Regions from separate parts of the Mus musculus genome. Here region 1 is linked to region 2. The links are chromatin contacts, called in public capture Hi-C maps. All regions are on one chromosome and are shown on one strand. The core of a region is the stretch at or near the end of the contact, and the rest is flanking DNA. Distances in the headings are between cores, read along the strand shown.

Region 1 (2,700 bases), core at 196-2,695, 470 kb after region 2:
CAGGAGTTGGGCAGGGACAAGCAGGGACCACGCCCATCTCTGACACGGACAGAGTCTCTTTCTGATTCCAATGGGCTGAGGGAAACGTACCCAGGGACAGAAACAAGGCAAGGTCTTGTGGCTCATCCAGGGATTTTGGAGAAGGAAAAGCTAATTCCAAATATGATATTCATTTTCTGTTCTCAATGAGCAGAGTTATGGTAGAAAAATTATCACTAGCAACTGAGGAGTCAGTGGAGGAGGGATTCCCATTCTGCCTTGAAATTGAAGCCTAAGAAGTGAAAATTACTCCCTGGATTCTGGGACCTTCTCTGGCCGCACTTGACCTGATCCCTCCTTCTGTTGATATTCAGTGTCTCACCTCTTCTTTCATTTCCATGCTAATGAGTCATCCCCAGATCACCTCTTCCCTTCCCTCACCCAAAAGCCCTGCTGACTGCTTAGAGCCTGCAGAGGCTTTTTCTCAGTGAGACACATTATCCAGCCACTTTAATTACTCTTTTCTTTCTCCTCAGTGACCTGACCAGAGGCTGAATGCTACCCCATATTTCTCTATCCATCATTTTAACTACTCCACAGTTGCTCATAAGTGTCCTCTGCTCTGTTCATCACTGAAGTACCCAGGGCTTTCTGAATAGCACATAAACTCAACCACACTTGAGAATGAAGGATGTATAAGCATCCCGCTTTATAACCTTAGCCTATAATAAGAATGCTAGAAATTACAAAGAGCAGAACTGGAGGGAGGGATCAAGGAAGGGAAGGAGGGAGGGAGAAACAGAGACAGGGAGAATGACAGAATGATATTATATGCTTTCAATTTGGAAACGATAATAAGAAAAAGATCACCTGTCTATTTGGTGGAATGGAGAGTGGTGAAGGGGAGGCTGGAGGGAACCAAACCAGAAGGGTCCGCAGGGCTCTCCTTTGCCTGAAAAATGTTGTCATAGACAATACTAAAACTAAATCACGTTGTGTTTGGGACAGAACCTTGTGGCTGTATTTGAGAGCTTAGAGATCCCCCCCAGAGCTAATTCTAGGTGTTTCACCACATTCCTTCTGCCCTCACCACACAAGGGGCTGCACCACACAAGGGGCTGTGTGAAGAGATGTGAAAAGGCAGAGATTTGAAGGTAACATGCATGGCATGACAGATACCAAAGCCCACATAGGAGGCTCTCTTAGCCTTTGTTGAAATCCAACACTCCTATGCAACCCTTCCAGATTAGTTTAGGATGGTCCTGTGACTTGCTTTACCCTGTAAGGCATCAGCAGCATAACAAAAGCTAACCAGAGAGGCTGTTTAGGGTTTTCTATCTCATAACTCAACTGCCTTAGTATTGGAAATGTGAGCCATTCTCCCCAAGAGGTTACATGGAGGACAAGAGAAACCAGCTCACAGGCAGAAATGCAGATGAGGTCTCACTGAACCATTCCATATCAATGGAGCAACCAAATGGCATGAGTGGCCCCACCCCAGATTAGCTAGCCAAGGCAACCTCAGCAGATGAGTGTGTAAGGCGGTGGTGCCCACATCAGCTGAGTCACAAGCTATTAGGCAGCAATGGGTGATTAAAAAAGTCTGAAGCTACTCAGAGAACATAAACACCACAAAATCAGCATCGTGAACTAGGAACAACACATATTGTAATGCTGATTTAATACCAGCCAAATACCCACAGCAAGCAGAAATATGACAGTGAAATATTATAAATACTGCCATGGAAGCTGTAATAAAGGCTTACTGTGCCAGCAGTATATGAATATGTATTGGGAGTCTTCAATAACCCTAGCAATCCAGACAAGAAATAAAAGGTATATGAATTTAAAAGTGAAAAACACCTGTTTGTAAACAATGTGATTGTCTGTATATTGAAAAATGGCCACCCAAGATATCCATGCTCTAATTCCCAAAGCCCATGATAATTACTTTGCCTGTTGCCACTGTGAGTAATTCAAGGGTTTCCAGTTTGAGCCATTAGTCAGGGTTATCATGGGCTTGACCTGACCCATTGTAATCATGGGTGCTTATAAGAGGGCTAAGGGGAATGCCAGGGCCAAAAAGTGGGAGTGGGTGGGTAGGGGAGTGGAGGGGAGGGTATGGGGGACTTTTGGGATAGCATTGGAAATGTAAATGAGGAAAATACCTAATAAAAATATTTTTAAAAAAGAGGGCTAAGAAACCAAAAGAACAAGAAGCTGGGGTGATGTGAAGCAAGGATCAAGAGCCAAAGAATCCTGGTAGTTTCTATAAGCTAGACAAGACAAATACACAGATTACAGATTCTCCCTAAGAACCCTGAAAAATAAGAGCCCTGCTATGTATGCAGCCTAGTGAGAAGTTGATATAGCCTCCAAAACCATAAGAGAGGAGACCTGTATCATTTTAAGTCACTAAATATATAGTATTTTATTACTGTTCCCATAGAAAACCAATATAGTTTCTACAGAAATTTCCAGAAAGAATTTATAGACAATAAAACTGTAAAGGAAGACCAAGAGGGTTGTTGGCTACAAGTCCAATATACAAAAAAAAGAAAGAAAGAAAGAAAGAAAGAAAGAAAGAAAGAAAGAAAGAAAGAAAGAAAGAAAGAAAGAAAAGAAAAGAAAAGAAAAGAAAAGAAAAGAAAAGAAAAGAAAAGAAAAGAAAAGAAAAGAAAAGAAAAGAAAAGAAAAGAAAAGAAAAAGAAAGAAAAAGAA
Region 2 (2,700 bases), core at 124-2,623:
CCAGGCTGAGCTTCCCCTAAAGTCAGTCACAGAGCTAGAGATGGAGAATTGGGCATTAAATTCCTTTTGTCTTAATGCAATACCTAACAGGAAGGAGAGGAGGAAAGCACATCATGGCCAAACAAGAGGAGTGGCATTTCCAGAGCAGAACAAGTTTGAAAAGAGAATCCCAAGCCCTACAAAACCAAAGAAAGTTTTTGATATAAAGCAAACCATGGCTGCCATGCTATATTTGCCCCTGCATATGTGAAACCACCATTTACAGAGGACAGTTAAAATATTTCCAAGCCCTGTCATCTGTTTTCTTTTCCTTGGACTATTGATAGTTCTTTTGACAACTCTGGGACCCACTGACTTAAGACTAGTGGCCCTGGAGAATTATTATTGGTGAACCTCAAACCAGATACCTTATGTGGAAGTAGTCACCAGGGGAGGGATGGGTGGCATCTACATGCCAAGGCACAAGGTTGAATCAGCAAAGATCTCTCTCTGATCTGTATTCTTATGTTTAGACATAAAGCCCAGACAGACAGTGTGACACCTGTCTTTCACACCAGAAAACCAGGGTCTAACATCTGCTCTGGTGGCTTCATTCTGACTTGTGGCTTTGAGCTGGCTAGTTCCTTCCTCTTTTCAGCCTCTGGGTCTTACACTCTGAAGCCTTCCACCAGCCACCAAGCCTCTGATTGCTTTTGCGCCTCTCCATCTTCTAATTTCGATTTTAGATCTCCTTTGCAAGTTTGCATGGCATTTCTTTATCCACATACTTCCTGTAACATGTTTCTCGAGATTTTTCATTCGTGGGTAGTTATCTACTGATCTCGCCAGCAGGAAAGACCTTCACAGAGCTTCCTATCTTAAGTGCATTTAAGGTTTAATGTACAGGGGCTCTTCCCCAAGGAAGACTTCACAAACAAGTCACAAGTTTGTGCAGGACATTTCTAGACCTCCTGAGAAGCCATCTAGACAGACTGTCCCTCAGAGATAACTATTATCAAATGCTCTTCTTTCCTATCCTTAACTGTGCTGAGATCCTGAGATGTTACAGCCCATCCCCCACCCCAAAGAGAGTATAGTAGGAAGTGTGTACAAAAGTGTGTACTTAAGCCCCCACCTCCCACCTGCCTCTGACACTCAGTCTCTGAGCAGGCTTGAGGTGGTCACTTCTGAAGGAAGTGCTGAGGGGGGGTTGGGTGGCTAATCCCATTGTATCAGCTTTCCTGGGAAGTAATTCACACAAGCATACAGTTATATTAATTATTAACTGCTACATTTCAGCCCCAGGATACCTGCTAGGCAAATTCTCTACCAGAGAGCTATGCTCTCCTCTTCTGAATTTTGCTTTCAGAGACTGAGCTGTTTACCTCTGCCAATTAACATGTTACTACGTCATCTCCTTCTGCCTCTTTTTGGTATAGTTTTGACTGTGTAGCTGGCTTAAGCCAAGCTTGTAGTCACACCAGGCCTGCTGGGCAGCACTGATTTGCAAACCCTGGTCTCTGCTAGCTTTTGGAATGAGTAGCCCTGACCTTCTCATGCCTGTTCAGCTAGTGTGGGGCAGGAAGGGGAAGGGTGGAGGAGAGTTCCCACCCTTTCCTGCATAACAACACAGGACCTCAAACGTGCACCCGCTACCCAAACAGCCAACAAAAGAACACTGTCTTCATGTGCCTTGTGTTTCTCCTTGCCCAAGTCCTCACATGAAATCATCCTTTAAATCCTTAAATTGTGCTTTTTAAAAAGGCTCTTTCAACCAGGCAAAATTGCCTCATTATTTGCAAGAATGTATCCACAATGCAAAAATAGTATATGAAAGAAAAGCTGCATCAATTAATATCCACATCTTACTCAGCTCTAGACAATAATTGCTAAAAAGAATGATTTCTACTAATTTAACATATTATCTGGGGTATGAAGAATCTTTCCTCCATATGGAGAGAAAAGAAGCACTCAGATTGGTCTGAGCAGTCCATGAGCCTTCTACCTGGCCTTTGTATTGTTATTATCATTATTATTATTATTTTAAATAACCCTGCTTATTATACTTCAAGAGGTTCCAGACAAAAAATTAGCAAGTTGTCTGCTGATGAATCACTGACAGCAAAGGCTGCAGACAGTGGAAGCAGCTGCCACACTTAGGGAAGACCTAGCAGATTGCAGGAAGGGAGCCAGAAAGCCCCAAGAATTGCCTCTTGGAGGCCTGTTTGACTTTCTCCAGCTTGCACTATTCAGTTTCCTCACCAGGACACTGGCGAGAAGGCTCTGCCGCAGATGTCTCTGGAGCTGTAGATTGGCATTTGGACATTTCTCCGTGTCTCCTGATGAAGCCAGGACTTGGCTACGGTGGTTCTCACAGGAGTGCACACAGGCAGGAGGACCCTGGTATGCCATGGCTTTCTCCTTCCTAACTTAGCTTTGTTTCCAAAACTCAGCTTTAATGACTGAATTAATTTACTATGTGCAGGGAGAAAGTCGCAAAGCCTGCCATTACAACCCACTTGCATCCCCAGTTCATGCCCTGTGCCCTCTCCTTCCCACCCAGCTTGCTCAGATTTCACCGAAAGGAGACACTCCTCCCCAACCGGAATCGCCTAAGGCAAGCTCACTGTGTGGGAATAAAGATGAGTGTGGCTCTTTCCCTATGCAGCAAGAGAAAAAGGAAGAGAGATTCTTTATCCCCCACACTGAGGAAAGCGCGTT

The links. Capture Hi-C pulls out chosen DNA fragments and counts their contacts.
Region 1: a capture Hi-C map of embryonic stem cells shows a contact between it and region 2, with 2.1 times the contacts expected there. The contact joins two enhancer-like sites. A contact is called at or near these places in 2 of 115 datasets of contacts at active chromatin or transcription factors (embryonic fibroblasts and fibro-adipogenic progenitors) and 1 of 9 other capture datasets (embryonic stem cells).

What each region holds. Positions count from the first base shown.
Region 1 is chr12:16,476,291-16,478,990 of GRCm38.p6, forward strand. No RefSeq gene overlaps it. Among named protein-coding and RNA genes, the nearest start is that of Lpin1, 110 kb to the right of the region's middle. Within about 2 kb of position 1,446, at least 13 of the 459 cell types and tissues checked have an H3K27ac peak or open chromatin away from gene starts, as enhancers often do. A contact at or near this core is called in embryonic stem cells, where this site is marked.
Region 2 is chr12:16,007,853-16,010,552 of GRCm38.p6, forward strand. The region is part of intron 1 of Gm36235 (a long non-coding RNA gene); the gene reads right to left. Among named protein-coding and RNA genes, the nearest start is that of Gm36235, 6.3 kb to the right of the region's middle. Within about 2 kb of position 1,374, at least 111 of the 459 cell types and tissues checked have an H3K27ac peak or open chromatin away from gene starts, as enhancers often do. A contact at or near this core is called in embryonic stem cells, where this site is marked.